Regions from separate parts of the Ovis aries genome. Here region 2 is linked to region 1. A link is a contact called in public Hi-C data. All regions are on one chromosome and are shown on one strand. Each heading gives the region's core, a stretch centred on a gene start, on an enhancer-like site or on the middle of the called end of the contact. The rest is flanking DNA. Distances are from core to core; before and after follow the strand shown. Region 1 overlaps PDE4B (phosphodiesterase 4B). Region 2 overlaps PDE4B (phosphodiesterase 4B).

Region 1 (4,110 bases), core at 1,168-3,667:
GGGTTTCCTGCTTGGTTGAAACAAGTCTGTGAGAGAGCAAACCTGGTGCCACGGATTCCAGCCACAGATTCCTGTACAAATAAATGGGCTGGGAGATAGGGGGTGGTGGGAGTGCAGTAAAGATAGTAAGAATAATGATACAAAGAGGGACCATTTTTGACTGCTTATTGTATCTTTGTTGTTGTTTAGTCACTAAGCTGTGTCCGACTCTGCAGCCCCATGAATTGTAGCATGCCCGGCTTCCCTGTCCTACCCTATCTCCCAGAATTTGCTAAAACTCATGTCCATTGAGTTGGTGATGCTATCAATTTTATCTTAGATCCATTATTTGCATAGCTATATTGTTCTTAATACTTGTGCATAACTCCTCTCGTTTTTATAGGTGAGAAAGTAGAAGCTTGGCTTAGGTAAGTGATTCACCCCTCAATTCATGAAGCTCATAGGAGGCAGCGCTGACTGCCAAACTCAGGTTTCTCCCACTACTTCATGTTGACAGTAAAAGAGATTGAATTCAGTGATTCACTCTAAAACATTATTGATTTGATATTCAAACTTCTTCATCCCTACCCTATCCACTTCATATATTTGATTTAGTCGAGACTACTGTGATGGTTAATTTTATGTGTCAGCTTTACTGGTCTAAGGGATGCCCAGATGGCCAGTAAAACAGTATTTCTGGATGTGCCTTTGAGGTCATTTCTGGAAGAGATTAACATTTGAATCAAGAAAGAAGATGACCCTCACCAATGTAGATGGGTATCATCCAATCCCTTGGGGGTCTGAATAGAACAAAAAAGGCAGAAGGACGAATTTCTTTGTTTAAGCTGAAACATCAGCACTCCTGGCTCTTGGCTTTATGGACCAAGACCAGAACTTGGCTGGATTACACTACTGGTATTACTGCTTCTCCAACTTGCAGATGGCAGGTGTACTATTTTCTAACCCTCATAATGGTGTGAGCCAGTTTTTATAATAAATGTCCATATTTTATATATGTATAAAATATACACATATATAATATATCCATATATGTATGTCTACGTATGTTCTGTTTCTCTAAAAATTTTGACTATACAGCTACCTAGTAAAATACAATAATGCTATGTAAGGTCTAAGTTTTATTATTGCATTTATTATCTTTTGTTCTTTGCATCTGAGCAATAATTTAGTGCCTTGTGTCTGAGAATCTTCATCTCAACAGAACTGTGGAGATCCCAGAAGATTCGAGTCCCTTTTAGAATTGTCTTTGACTGTAGGAGTGAATGAGTGACTGAGGAGGGAGCATTTGCTTTAGTGTGGTAGCGCAGTGCATTCACATAACACATTTTCCTCTGAGGCGCTCAGGGCAAAGACGGTGGGTTACTATCTGCATTACCTGACAGTGGCAGATATGAAAGATGGCATCTGAACCTTTGAAGAAGAGAAAACATGTCCACAAGCATCTTTTTTGATGCAAGAACAAATTGCTGAAGTAGGTTGTCCATGATTGCTAATGGTTGAACTCTTTGAACCAGCATTGTTTATTCCTGAACCTGGACTGTTTCTTTTGAGGTTAACATCACTTTAGGAGTCAGGCTTGAATTTTTGTCCCAGGGTTGCCATGGGACAATTTTTGTCCCAGGCTCTTGGCTTTAGGAAAACTCTCTGAGCCTCCAGAGAAGGCAATGGCAACCCACTCCAGTACTCTTGCCTGGAAAATCCCATGGACGGAGGAGCCTAGTGGGCTGCAGTCCATGGGGTCGCTGAGGGTCAGACACGACTGAGGAACTTCACTTTCACGTTTCACTTTCATGCATCGGAGAAGGAAATGGCAACCCCCTCCAGTGTTCTTGCCTGGAGAATCCCAGGGATGGGGGAGCCTGGTGGGCTGCCATCTATGGGGTCGCACGGAGTCGTACACGACTGAAGTGATTTAGCAGCAGCAGCAGCAGCAGCAGCAGCAGCAGCCTGATCCTCAGATTCTTCATCTGTGAAAGAAAAATAAGAATAATATAAACTTCTTGGAATTATTAAATAGATAAACTAATGTGTTTATACGTATATGTGTATGTAGGCATGTGTATACTCTTTTTTTTCTGGTACACATACCCATTCAGTGTACTCTGCTCTGTGACCAGTCTGTAACTCAGAGCCATCTGCAATTCTGAACAGTGCCCATGGAGACCACTGGGTGTCTCTACAAAGCTTGAATTTTAAGAATAAGAAAAAAGATGGTTGTGAGCATGTTTTAGAAACTGTAAAGCTTTGTAAAAAATAAGATTATAATGGTTCCTTCGTTGAACTCAACTTCTATTAATACTTGATACATACCTATGCTTTTGCATTTATCTAGTTTGTTCAAATCTAAACATTTACAGAGCACCTAATATATCCTAGGGAAATGTTCATTCACTTTACAGTGTGCACTGCTCTAGGGACTGAATATTCAGCACTGAACAAAGTGGACTAATCGTTTGCCTCTGGAGCTTATGTTTGTAAGGGTGACGGGAAGCAGGCATGCACACACGTGTAGAATAGTAGAATGTTTGGTAATAATATGAAGGAAAAAATGAAGCTTGGTAAAATAGAGAATCATAGTGGATGCCATTTTAGGTAATAGACCTTAAAGGTCATCTTTGAGAGGATTAGAACTGAGCAAAAAAACTGAATTAAATAAAGGAATGAACCACATATATATCCAGAAAAAGTGAGCACTCGTCAGAGAGAACAAAACGTAAAAGGCCTTCAAAGCAAGATGTGTGGTTATTATGTTTGAGAAACAGCAAAGAATATCGTGGGCAAACCATACACATTGATAGGGTTTTCTATATAATTCATTGTCTTTTGGGGAGACAATATCTATTATAATATTATACCTTTGTAGCTCCTTTCTGTAAGTGTATTCACCTAAATATTCTGTTACAATAATTAGTACTTATTGAGTACTCATTGTATTCTGAGTTAGTCCTTACAACCCTGCCTACCATATAAATATAATTACCCCCGATTATTCAGAGACTCTAAAGAGCTTCTGAAGGTAACATACCCAGGGAGTTGGTGAGGCAACACTTGGCCTTGTTTGAAAGTGCAGTAACTCAATGGGAAGACAGATGAGTAAAAGATAATGAAGTAATTTTTAAGGAATCTCCACACTGTTCTCCATAGTGGCTGTACTAGTTTGCATTCCCACCAACAGTGTAGGAGGGTTCCCTTTTCTCCACACCCTCTCCAGCATTTATTGCTTGCAGATTTTTGGATCGCAGCCATTCTGACTGGTGTGAAGTGGTACCTCATTGTGGTTTTGATTTGCATTTCTCTAATAATGAGTGATGTTGAGCATCTTTTCATGTGTTTGTTAGCCATCTGTATGTCTTCTTTGGAGAAATGTCTATTTAGTTCTTTGGCCCATTTTTTGATTGGGTCGTTTATTTTTCTGGAGTTGAGCTGCAGGAGTTGCTTGTATATTTTTGAGATTAGTTGTTTGTCAGTTGCTTCATTTGCTATTATTTTCTCCCATTCAGAAGGCTGTCTTTTCACCTTGCTTATATTTTCCTTTGTTGTGCAGAAGCTTTTAATATTAATTAGATCCCATTTGTTTATTTTTGCTTTTATTTCCAGCATTCTGGGAGGTGGATCATAGAGGATCCTGCTGTGATTTATGTCTGAGAGTGTTTTGCCTATGTTCTCCTCTATGACCCAGCAATCCCACTTCTGGGCATACACACCGAGGAAACCAGAATTGAAAGAGACACATGTACCCCAATGTTCATCGCAGCACTGTTTATAATAGCCAGGACATGGAAACAACCTAGATGTCCATCAGCAGATGAATGGATAAGAAAGCTGTGGTACATATACACAATGGAGTATTACTCAGCCGTTAAAAAGAATTCATTTGAATCAGTTCTGATGAGATGGATGAAACTGGAGCCGATTATACAGAGTGAAGTAAGCCAGAAAGAAAAACACCAATACAGTATACTAACACATATATATGGAATTTAGGAAGATGGCAATGACGACCCTGTATACAAGACAGGGAAAGAGACACAGATCTGTATAACGGACTTTTGGACTCAGAGGGAGAGGGAGAGGGTGGGATGATTTGGGAGAATGACATTCTAACATGTA
Region 2 (4,110 bases), core at 853-3,352, 330 kb after region 1:
CATGGGGTCACTAAGTGTTGGACAGGTCTTAGCGAGTAAACAAAAACAACAAATCCAGATGCCCGGGATACAAAAGTGAGTAATATTGGGTTCCTTCTTTTTCGGGGGTTAAGAATCTATTGGGGAGCAGCTAGATAAGAGGATGGTTAAGTAAAGGGAGAATTAGATAGAGACCACAAGTATTGTGATCATGTATTGCTATAAAGGCATCTTCTGCTCCTGCTGCTGCTAAGTCGCTTCAGTCGTGTCCAACTCTGTGCGACCCCATAGACAGCAGCCCACCAGACTCCCCCATCCCTGGGATTCTCCAGGCAAGAACACTGGAGTGGGTTGCCATTTCCTTCTCCAATGCATGAAAGTGAAAAGTGAAAGTGAAGCCACTCAGTCGTGTCTAACTCTTAGCGACCCCACAGACTGCAGCCCACCAGGCTCCTCCATCCATGGGATTTTCCAGGCAAGAGTACTGGAGTGGGGTGCCATTGCCTTCTAGTGGAGCACAAAGAAGGAGCATGTATCTAGATCGAACTGGTAGCTGCAATGTTAGAAAATAATTACTGGAGGAGGTGTATGAGCTGAATTTGAAGTAGTGACTTATTGGAAACAGTGGGGAGAAGGGCATTCCAGTTAAGGGGAGCACCAGCTCCCACACACAGCATCACCCACTACCACCACTGCTTTGGGAAGCTGAGACCTCTAGAATCAAAGCAGGAAAAAGTTGTTAAAATATGAGGTCTTAGATAACAAGTGATTGATTCAGGCCCGAGTGATCTGCCAAAGCATGCAGAATCACAAGGGACGGCAGCATACAGAATCCTGGACGTCAGAGGGCAGGACTGGTGGTGGGGAGCTTGTTTCCGATCCTTGAGAAAAGGCTGCTTTTCATACTGTTTCGGTCCATATGCTCGATATGGGCTGCTGCTGCTGCTGCTAAGTAGCTTCAGTCATGTCCGATTCTCTGCGACCCCATAGACGGTAGCCCACCAGGCTTCCCCGTCCCTGGGATTCTCCAGGCAAGAGCACTGGAGTGGGTTGCCATTTCCTTCTCCAATGCATGAAAGTGAAAAGTGAAAGTGAAGTCGCTCAGTCGTGTCCAACTCTTAGTGACCCCATGGACTGCAGCCTACCAGGCTCCTCCATCCATGTGATTTTCCAGGCAAGAGTACTGAAGTGGGGTGCCATTGCCTGCTCCATGGGTATGGGCAGGTACCATCAAGTATCCAGAAGCCTGTGCATGACATCCTCTCAATCTATCCGAAACTTCTCAGTGAACTCACCCAAATATTGAAGTACTTGTAAGCTCAGAGATATCAATGATCGTGTTATTTAAAATTGTAAATTAATGGCCTACAATAGGGAAAATGCTTCAAGAGGTTTGGAACAACTTCTGGGTGAACCGTTAAGTTCCATAGACATGGAAAATGATGATTCTGGAAATGGTGCAGTATGTGAAGAAAAAAAAAAAACTTGTGAAAAAAATCATGATTTAAGCCTGCAGGAAAAATATTAATACTCAGAAAAAAAAAGTTCAACTGCTAATGTTTTTTCTCCGTTGTTTACATTTTATATCACGTCCTTAGTTACTTTTATGATAATATTTTTTAATATAATGTAGCCCAAAGGTGAAATATAGCTTCCCTGGTGGCACCAGTGGTAAAGAACCTGCCTGCCAATGCAAGAGATGTCAGAGATGCAGGTTCGATCCCTGCGTCAGGTAGTTCCCCTCGAGGAGGGCCTGGCAACCCACTCCAGTATTCTTGCCTGGAGAATCCCATGGACAGAGGAATCTGGTGGGCTACAGTCCATGGAATCACAAAGAGTTGGACATTACTGAAGTGACAGCATGCACGCAAAGGTGAAATATGGGTGCTGATTAAGGAAGAAGCAAAGAACCCTAAATAAATAATCACCCTTTTGTACGTTTGTTTCCGATATTTCAGATTCCGCTTTCCCCCTAATTGTATTTCAGTTTGTGTGGTATATTTGTTTTGCTTGTTAAGTCTGTCCTGCGTCTTGCCCTTGCCCACACCCCTCTTCCCACCCTGGCTCTGTGGGATGCATTGTGATGTCTGCCTGCTAATTTTGCTGTGACTGGGGCTGGTGTCTGGTTGGTGATTCATGTTTGTTCCTAAGTTGTACATCTGTGTTGGTTGCTTTGAAACATGCCCCAGGGAATATGAAAGGCCCTTTGTCTCCCTGAAACTGCTTCTTTGCCCCCAGGGAATTCTTCTTTGGCTTCTGAATTCTGGCAAGCTCTTCTATGAATTTAGGCAGGGTAAAAAAGAAAAAAGGAAACAAAGGGAAGCAACAGGGAGAGAGTTTTAGGGTCTGGGTCTAGTCCCTGCTTACCTGGCAGGACCAAACCTCCTGGATACAAAAATTGGGGGGCACATGCTTTGTGACATCTACTTAAAAGGTAATACTTGTGGAGTTGTTTTCTTCCCACTAGGAGTTCCTGCCTGCAGCAGGAAAGAGGGCAGATTGAGCCCTGATGGAAACCCTCAATGGAAAAAGTTCTGAGAGTTTGGTAGGCATACCCACTTGGCAACTCTTCTAAGAGTTTAGCACAGATATACACAGAAGTGACATTCATAATATTTAATGACTGGTACCACATGGACACTGACCAACTAAATGGACACAGGCCACCGTGCTGAAGCTGGAGGCCCCCTGCTGTTCCAGACATCAACCCTTTAGTTACTGGATAACCAGGAGGTCCAGCAGCTCCTGGAGGGTCTGGGGGCAAGGGCTGGCTGCCAGCCGTTACCAAAGTATTTCAGTGTTTTAATACCAATTAAGGATATATAGACAGAGACCAAATGAATTACCGCATGGTTACTCATAGAAGTTCAAAGCTTATGCCCACTCTTAAGCTTTATGTAGTCCCATCTTTACCTATTAAGAGCCTGCCGTCTTTGTCTTAAAGAAGAGTTCAGAGCCGACGTCAAGACCTAGTCGTACTACAGGCTCCAGGTGGCACGAAGAAGTCCTTATCCACAAAGGAGCTCTTTATTTTGCTCAACGACTAGTATAGATCTCACCCAAGGGAAATTTGTAAGTCAGCTGACATTATATTTTCACTTGCTGCAATATATTTGCCTTACAACATAGGTTTACCTCCGGGCAGGCTGGCAAACAGGCTGAAATGTGTGAGTGATTGCCCACCTGCCTGCTTGCCTGCAGAGTCTGAAAGACTGTCCCATCCCAGACCATGAGCCTGCTGTGAAAATCCATCTGCAGTACCATGAAAGCCCAAATACATATATTGGATTGTTATGGCTCTTCCTTGTCCTTTTCATGGGAGATTCTCACTTGCTGCTTCTTATCAGACACCTAGAGTCTGCGGGTTGGCTAACATCAGCAGCTTCTCGGAATGGTCTCTGGGGAAGCATTGTAACCCCGGATTCTCTCATTTCTTCTTTCCCTGTTTCAGTGAAACCTAAGCTTCAGCATAATTTGCTGCCTCCCCTGCCTTCACTCCAGATAACGGCCAGGGTTGCTCATAATCCGACTGACTCTCTACATACCAAACACAACTTTTGTCTGAATGTAGAGACTGAAAGGAAATTTCACTCTACCCAGAAAGCCATTCAGGAGCTCTGTGATTACAGAAGTCTGAGGTTGTAGAAGACTGAGTTGGAAAACTTGGATTTTCCAATTCTCCTTGCACATTTACTAACCTGCGCCTTCGTGCAGGCACTTAAAATCTCTCAAAGCCTCATCTTCCTCAAATGTAGAGTGGAATCATACTGTGGAGTTCACAGGGTCATAATAAGAGTTGTAAATGAAATAATAAATGAGAAAGCTATCTGTAAACTAAAAGCATCCACCACAAGAACATAGGCTGTAAGAACTAGTGAAGAAAAAGAATCACAAATGGAGAAATAAATCAAGGCAGCTGGATGACCACAGTAGTGGTCCAGCCTGGAAAAGAGAGCATCCTGTAACTTCTCCAACGCCTTTCTGCAGAGCGTTAGCTGGAGGGCAGTGAGTGGTCTAGAGAAATGCTAGGCAAGAGGGTTACTGCCAGTCTGAAGTTGTGCATGCAGGGAAAATATAGACAGGATGGTGGAAAGCATGGGAAAGACAAAGTACCCAAGGTAATACCAGGAC

Evidence for each region. A called contact is a pair of places that touch in the nucleus more often than the background predicts.
Region 2: a contact with region 1 is called in a Hi-C map of hypothalamus, with 14 times the contacts expected there. The contact joins two enhancer-like sites. A contact is called at or near these places in 8 of 16 Hi-C or Micro-C datasets (hypothalamus, liver, omental adipose tissue and 3 more).

The regions. Positions count from the first base shown.
Region 1 is chr1:41,554,179-41,558,288 of ARS-UI_Ramb_v3.0, forward strand. All of the region lies in intron 3 of PDE4B (phosphodiesterase 4B), which reads left to right. Among named protein-coding and RNA genes, the nearest start is that of TRNAS-GGA, 4.1 kb to the left of the region's middle. Within about 2 kb of position 2,418, at least 7 of the 54 cell types and tissues checked have an H3K27ac peak or open chromatin away from gene starts, as enhancers often do. A contact at or near this core is called in hypothalamus, where this site is marked.
Region 2 is chr1:41,887,754-41,891,863 of ARS-UI_Ramb_v3.0, forward strand. All of the region lies in intron 3 of PDE4B (phosphodiesterase 4B), which reads left to right. Among named protein-coding and RNA genes, the nearest start is that of SGIP1, 300 kb to the right of the region's middle. Within about 2 kb of position 2,103, at least 9 of the 54 cell types and tissues checked have an H3K27ac peak or open chromatin away from gene starts, as enhancers often do. A contact at or near this core is called in hypothalamus, where this site is marked.